Regions from separate parts of the Mus musculus genome. Here region 1 is linked to region 2. The links are chromatin contacts, called in public Hi-C maps. All regions are on one chromosome and are shown on one strand. Each heading gives the region's core, a stretch centred on a gene start, on an enhancer-like site or on the middle of the called end of the contact. The rest is flanking DNA. Distances are from core to core; before and after follow the strand shown.

Evidence for each region. A called contact is a pair of places that touch in the nucleus more often than the background predicts.
Region 1: a contact with region 2 is called in a Hi-C map of liver, with 5 times the contacts expected there. The contact joins two enhancer-like sites. A contact is called at or near these places in 3 of 39 promoter capture datasets (liver and stem cell-derived epiblast-like cells) and 10 of 484 Hi-C or Micro-C datasets (the G1E-ER4 cell line, embryonic stem cells, liver and 1 more).

Annotation. Positions count from the first base shown.
Region 1 is chr6:28,030,307-28,033,882 of GRCm38.p6, forward strand. The region is part of intron 1 of Grm8 (glutamate receptor, metabotropic 8); the gene reads right to left. Among named protein-coding and RNA genes, the nearest start is that of Gm52896, 67 kb to the right of the region's middle. Within about 2 kb of position 1,910, at least 3 of the 459 cell types and tissues checked have an H3K27ac peak or open chromatin away from gene starts, as enhancers often do. A contact at or near this core is called in liver, where this site is marked.
Region 2 is chr6:27,660,577-27,664,352 of GRCm38.p6, forward strand. All of the region lies in intron 5 of Grm8 (glutamate receptor, metabotropic 8), which reads right to left. Among named protein-coding and RNA genes, the nearest start is that of Mir592, 270 kb to the right of the region's middle. Within about 2 kb of position 1,370, at least 3 of the 459 cell types and tissues checked have an H3K27ac peak or open chromatin away from gene starts, as enhancers often do. A contact at or near this core is called in liver, where this site is marked.

The DNA.
Region 1 (3,576 bases), core at 660-3,159, 370 kb after region 2:
TTACGGAGGTAGGAATCCCAATATTTAGGTTCCCAAAGCTCGGGTAGACTCCACGCTTGGGTAGACACCCATCTCCAGCCTTTCAACACAGCAGTGGGACCGAATCATGTCTTGAGGCATTATTATTTTTTCAAAGTAAAATTAGGTGTAATTCATTTTATGTCTTAAAGCAAATATTTCTACTCAATGTTTTGAAGAGAAGCGGTATGAAAGAATGAAAAATGGTGCCTAAGATATTAACAGTTGCTGTGTTGTCAGGCAAACAGAACAAGCTGTGCTCTGAAGGTTGCCAGATTTAGAGAGAAAAAAATTTTAAAAACAAAGTGTTTTGATTTTTCCGGAAGCATATTTATAATAAAAGGCTGTTATTGTCCATCTGACATTCAAATCTAAGGAGTCCTATATATCTTATATGGCAACCCTGCTTTAAAAAAATTTCTCCTAGAGGAAAGGGGGAATTGGACTCCCCATTGGCTCTATTCTCTTGAATTCTGATGCAGAGTAAACTGTGAAACAGAAACTCTGCCAACAGCAGATGTTATAGGCCTTGCCAGGGCCAGGAGAGGGCATAAGGTCAGGGCCACAGTCAGCCTCAAGAAAAAGTGTCCAGAAGCTGGCGAGGGGCTCAGCGATCAAGAGAACTTGCTACTCTTCTAGGGGAAGATCACATGGCCTGCGACTACAACTCCAAGGCACCCAACACTCGCTTCTGGGCTCTTAGGGTATCCACACACATGTGGCATACAGAGACAGACACATACATAGAAATAAATGGTTATTATTTTAAGAAATGGAAAAATAAGAAAGCGTTTCTGAGAGACAGTCATCCTGTTTACCTAATGAGCCATTTCTGTAGTTTAAAAAGTTATTGATCCATTGCTCAATCTGCTCTGATTTAATTGTGTCTTAATTGGAATAGTCGGGTCTCAGAGGATAGCAAGCATCTCAGCTACAGTTTATTCTGGAATGAAAAAGAAAAAACATGAATATCCTTGAGTGAAATCTTTCCTTCAAGACAATACAGAGCAGGCTTGTGGCTGGGGAAACCCTTAAAGAAAAGCTTCTGGGAGCAACATTGTTTCCATAAGGACAGATTGAAAAGGCTCATCACTTCAACTCAGTGCCTAAGCAAGCTTTGGACCAAAGAGAAGAAGGTTCATGGCTCAAAGGTAATGAGTACACTCCAGCCACTCATCACAAGACACAGTGGCCATGTGACAGTGAAAATGCTTTTATTATATACTTATCAAAATGCTCTTTTATTATATGTGTGTACGTGTTTTACATACTTTAAATACAAACAACAAAGGCTGTTTAAATAAATACATGAAAATAAATAAAATTATCCTTTCATTCTTTCGGTGAATGAGGAAAGGAACGGAGTTAAAATAGAAGGCTTAGAAGACATTTAAAAGGTAACTAACCATCTCCCAGGAGGTGAGGAGTAAAAGCTAAAATCCTGGTACTGAACACAGGATGCATCACAGTAACCTACAAAGGTCCCTAAAACTGACGATGGGCTCAGATGTGAGACAAAAACAAATGAAAGTTCAGGAGGGTTCAAAAGAAGCCAAAGGTTCTCAGAGCCAGATTGGGGAAGGGGGGAGGGGAACATGGCAATAGGATGCCTGGCATTTGAATGGGCAAACAGAACATGAGTCAGAGCCCTCCAGGCTACCTTACACCCTGTGATGCTGACATAAGCCTGGATAGGGTGCCTGTGTCTTTCATTCTATGACAATGATAGACATTAAGTAGCTGAAAAAGCAAAGAGATGTGGGAGGTTATAGCAAAGCACTCTATTGGAAGTTAGGACACGTGGTTCCAACCAAGATCAGCCCTCCTTGATCCCAGGTCTTGTTGATCTGGCTCAGTGCAGGTGAGTTGCATCACAGTGTAGATTCAGCCATTACCAAATCTGTCCATTGGCTGGCCTCACAAAGTCCAGAGGTGATACTCTCAGGGTGCGACTGCATATCCGCAGCTGACAAAGGCAGAGCCGATTTCAAAAACAGGACTGCCCTTACTGTGAATTTAAGAAGGCTAGCTGAGTAGTACTCCATTGTGTAAATGTACCACATTTTCTGTACCCATTCCTCTGTTGAGGGACATCTGGGTTCTTTCCAACTTCTGGCTATTATAAATAAGGCTGCTATGAACATAGTAGACCATGTGTCCTCATTACCTTCTGGGTATATGCCCAAGAGAATACCCAAGATACAATTTGCAAAACACAAGAAAATCAAGAAGAAGGAAGACCAATGCATGGATGCTTCATTCCTCCTTAGAATAAGGAACAAAATACCCATGGAAGGAGTTACAGAGACAAAGTTTAGAGCTGAGACGAAAGGATGGACCATCCAGAGACTACCCCACCTGGAGATCCATCCCATAATCAGCCACCAAACCCAGACACTATTGCATATGCCAGCAAGATTTTGTGGAAAAGACCCTGATATAGTTGTCTCTTGTGAGGCTATGCCAGTACCTGGCAAATACAGAAGTGGATGCTCACAGTCATCTATTAGATGGAACACAGGGGCCCCAGTGGAGGAGCTAGAGAAAGTACCCAAGGAGCTGAAGGGGTCTGTAACCCTATAGGTGGAACAACAATATGAACTAACAGGTACCCCCAGAGTTCATGTCTCTAGCTGCATATGTAGCAAAAGATGGCCTAGTCAGCCATCACTGGGAAGAGAGGCCCCTTGGTCTTGGAAACTTTATATGCCCCAGTACAGGGGAAGCCAGGGTCAAGAAGTAGGAGTGGGCGGGTAGGGGAGCAGGGCAGGGGGGGTATAGGGGACTTTAGGGATAGCATTTGAAATATAAATGAAGAAAATATCTAATAAAAAAATTGAAAAAAAAGAAGGCTAGCACTGAAGAAATGCTGTCTTAACACTGTGATTTCCCCAGTTGGTATGTGCTATACATTAGAATTAATACCAAGGGTTAGCAAATAGGGAAGAATTTTTCCTTCCTTGGGGAATCACATATGCTTGCATGGCAAAGAGCACAACCACCTGGCTCCTGATTGTACAAGGACATTGTGGGAGGTCAGGTCTCCCTAGGAAAGCGCTGCCCCATATTGCCCTGCTCTTCTGACCTGGCCTGCAGGCTCCACTTCAGTCCTTGGTCATGTGCTTGCTATTCCATCTCCTGTTGCAACATCAGTCTTGCTGGAGGAAATCACACCTGCAATAAACTCAATCTCCAAAGAACTCTGTTTTCCCTCTGAGTATGCAGAAAAACTCCCACCTGCAAGTGAGTATCCTACCTATTTCGCATGGCTTTGCTGAAAACCTCCATCACCTACCTAAGGATCAATCTTCTCTTTTGATTATTGTTTGTATCATAAAAGAAGACAACCCCAAAACCTAACAATGCGAAGTTGGGAAAGTTCCATCAGACTAAGGGGAGAATCAACATTTTTCAATCATAAATGCATCAGGTGATCTTTTGGGGGCTGCTCCATTGCAAGCTTCCGTCCTATCTCTCATCATCATGGCATAGTCCTTATGTCTCTGTCTATTGGCCTTTTAAGAAAATGTTGAGACTCATCAAATATTGAGCATGTAT
Region 2 (3,776 bases), core at 120-2,619:
TGATCTTGCTTCCAGGGGGTCATTTAAGAAAAACAACTTATGCATCCATGCATTTTCATTTCAACCCACCAGTATAGCAGTCTAAATGCAGGAGGCTCCACAAAGAAAATGAGAGTCTCGAAGGTCACTTAGAAGAATATGTGGCTCAAATAATACTGCTCATCTGAGAAGACTGAAGACAAAGAGAGTAAATGTTTTTAAACCTAATATGGAACATGTCCTGTTGCTATATAGAGGAAGGACTTCAATTGTAACTCTCACTTAAAAAAAAAAATTCCTTGACCAAAGCTAAGGCACAATGTGACACATTGTTCAGCAAACAAAATTCAGTTCTCCAGTTGTTCCTTGCCTTCCTTTCCCCAGATTTCTCAGACTTGGTTCTTTCTTCTTTGTTTTTATCCCTCATACCCTGTCATCTCCTCACTTTCTTTCTCTTTATGTAGACTTCCACCAAATGATTTCAAGAGTAATTTTTAACATACCAGTTGTCTTCAAGACCCATTTCCATATACTAACTGATACAGCCAGCTCTAGAATTACACCTCAGATACAACCAAAACTAAACGCTATAGTTAGAGACTTTTCAGAATACAGAAAAGACCATCAGGCACACATAAAAATTTGAAATTACCTGTCTCAACTTGGAAAAATGTTAGTTAGACCTAAGTTCCAAACCCTAAGTCCTAAGCAGCAAATATTGATTAGACTGTTCCTATAAAGATCTTTCAAATTTCTTTTCACAGTAAAGATGGGCCCTGAGAAGAGCCAAAGACTGTGGGACAAAAATACCTACTAGCCAATAAAGTAGAAGGGTTGTCAGTCATGCAATTAGGAAAATAAACTATAGGGCATTTTCAGGAGAGATTTTTTAATATCCCTTTTTGCAACATTTGGGAGTTAAAGAAGATAATAGCCACCTTCCTAATTGTGTTAGTGAAGTAACACATGAAATTGAAGAGACATTTTAAGATAAAAATTAGAGTGGATAAATGTATTGAGTGATTCCTGTGTGGCATTTAGAAAAGACTTTTGAAGAAAGATAAGTCAAGGATCCAAATAAACTTAAAGTACAGCATCTCAAACAGATACCTTTCTGGTGACCATTTTCTGACAAGGACACTTGTTCTCAGTAACAGAAGAGACACTGGAAACAAAACAAAAAAAAAAGATGATTCCATCTTACAAAAGAAATGCCAAATCCAAGAAAAATCTCTCAATTTGACCTTTGAGAGCACACTGAAGAGGGAGAAAGTCATTCAACATCCGGCTTTAAACACTCAAGATGAATACACAGTAATCTAGATGGCCAGCTTCCTGGCTGGACAACAGCTACTCTCTCTTTATTAACCTCTTCCACCTTTGCCCGATCTCTTCCTGAAAGTAAACAAACTGTATCAGTGGTGAACGTGAACTGTGATCCTCACAGAGCCTTTCTGCTCTGAGATCATAGCCTGTTTATTTAAAATGAGAAGACTTTTCAAATGAAGTTGTAACAATATATTCAAAGCAGCTGTTCCTTTAGGTCCCAGAGAAGAGGACTCTTCAATGTGCAGTTACAGTGAGTTTCTTAGGGTACTTTATTCCCATTACATTTCACGTACCTCAGATAAACACTTAGATGCCTGGGCTGTTTTCCAGTGGTTGCTAGAACAAATTGCCCAATTGTAATGGCTTAACAGGCATCAGTTGTTCTCCAGCACTAGTCCTAGAGTGTAAAATGCATCTCATTGGGCTGAAATTGAGGTGTCACTGGAGCAGTAATTCTACAGACACGACAGGGTTGGAGGGGACACAGAGCCTGCATTTTCAAGCTTTGCCATACGGGTCCCATTTGTTGTATCACAGTCCTTTACTCAACCTTCAGGATGACCAAGGAAGGTTCTAGAAATGCCTAACTGTGACTTTCTTCTTCTCTTAAGAACTGTGTGATTAACCGGGCGTGGTGGCACATGCCTTTAATCCCAGCACTTGGGAGGCAGAGGCAGGAGGATTTCTGAGTTCGAGGCCAGCCTGGTCTACAAAGTGAGTTCCAGTACAGCCAGGGCTACACAGAGAAGCCCTGTCTGGAAAAAGAACTGTGTGATTACATTGACTCTCCAGCCCCACTACCATGGACAATCTTGGATAATTCTCTTTTTCTCTTGGTCAGCTGTTCATCAGCCTTACTACTACCTGCAAGTTGGAGGTCACCTTGCTAAAGATTATAACATATTCACAGTTCTAGAGAGTAGAATGTGGTCATTTTGAATGGTTACTACTAATCTGTTATCCTAAACTAATTTCTATATTCTACAGGCTAAAATGTCTATTGATACACAAAATACCTGGAATAGAATCTATTAAAATCTGAGTAGATTCTGCCAAATATTTTCGAAAGCTCTCCCAACATACTTTGAAGCCAGAATCAAAGCATAAAGTTCACTATATGATAAAAGATTTATATGCAAAGGAATTTACTTATCCTGTGATAGTTTTTATAAATGTTCCCATGCTGCCAAAAAGAAAGCTACTATATTCTCCTTCAATATGTTGGAGCCATTAACAAATAATACCATCACTTTCCTATAGTACCTAGTTCAAATGACATCCTCTGTTTCCAAATGAAACTACTTGCTATACTATAGTAGATCTTTGCTCTGCTCTTTTTCAGGGCTCTGAAACAGGTAAAGCTGTCACCTTCCTCTGTTGGAGATAACACATCTACCTGAACAGTAAGATCTTAGGTGTTTGCTAAAACCTTCCTCTCATTTTTTTGAGATTATCAAATAAACATTCAGATATAAAATCCTCCCTCTTATCTCATTCCTTTACAGTGTGAAGATGATATTCTTCTTTGTTCGGGGGGCAGTGAAGACAGTTAAAAGTTTCACCTTAGCAGAAAAAGATACAACATCTCAAGAGACAAATTACAACTGTGACAAGCCAGCCCATCACATAAGGTGCACCTTGTTGATAGAGGGGGAGATACTCCCTGTTAAAGATTGTGCAAACTTATCTCCCTAACAAACTGACAATTTAAAGCATCATTAGGTTTTATTGGGTGAAGAGGTTTTCTGTAAGTGCATTGGTATGAATTGACTATAGCTTCAGCAAGAAATCTTCTGAGTGTCAACCGCAACCACATTTCCTGAGAACAAAAGAAGGTTCCTTGTTTACTGCTTCCATTTGTTTTGCATTTGCTTTGCCTTTGGTCTAGCACTCAAACCTAGGGTCTTACGAACACTAAGGTTTTCCATATGGTTATATCTTCAGACCATGTTGGCTTCTTAAAGCTGTATTGCTTGTGCGTGCTTGACTACAAAAGATTTAAGTATCCGTGCACAGCTGATGCAGACAATGAGAGTTTTAAGTCCAGTTTCAGGAGAAACATAAAAACCCCATTGCTTACTGCAATCTTACCTTTGCCCCCATTATAAAAGTTTAACCCTCATCTTGGGGCAATAGCAGCTACAGGTGCTAAACCTTACAATGATTCTGAATTGTTCCCCAGCACCCTGCTTTGGCTTCATAGCTCCTGTCTACACAAACAATGCAGATACTACTAAAAGAAAATAATTGATAATAATAATAATTATTATTATTATTATTATTATTATTATTATTATTATTATTATTATTATTTTAGCCAATCATTCATAAGATGCTGGGGATTTTTCTCTTTTTTGGATGTTAACATTACTATTTGCTCTAAGAATGGTCTAGATCCTGCTGTGGTCCTGCTCCTCCCAGAAAAGGCAACACTTTTCAATGATCTTTCCTCAATTGAGGAACTTTCT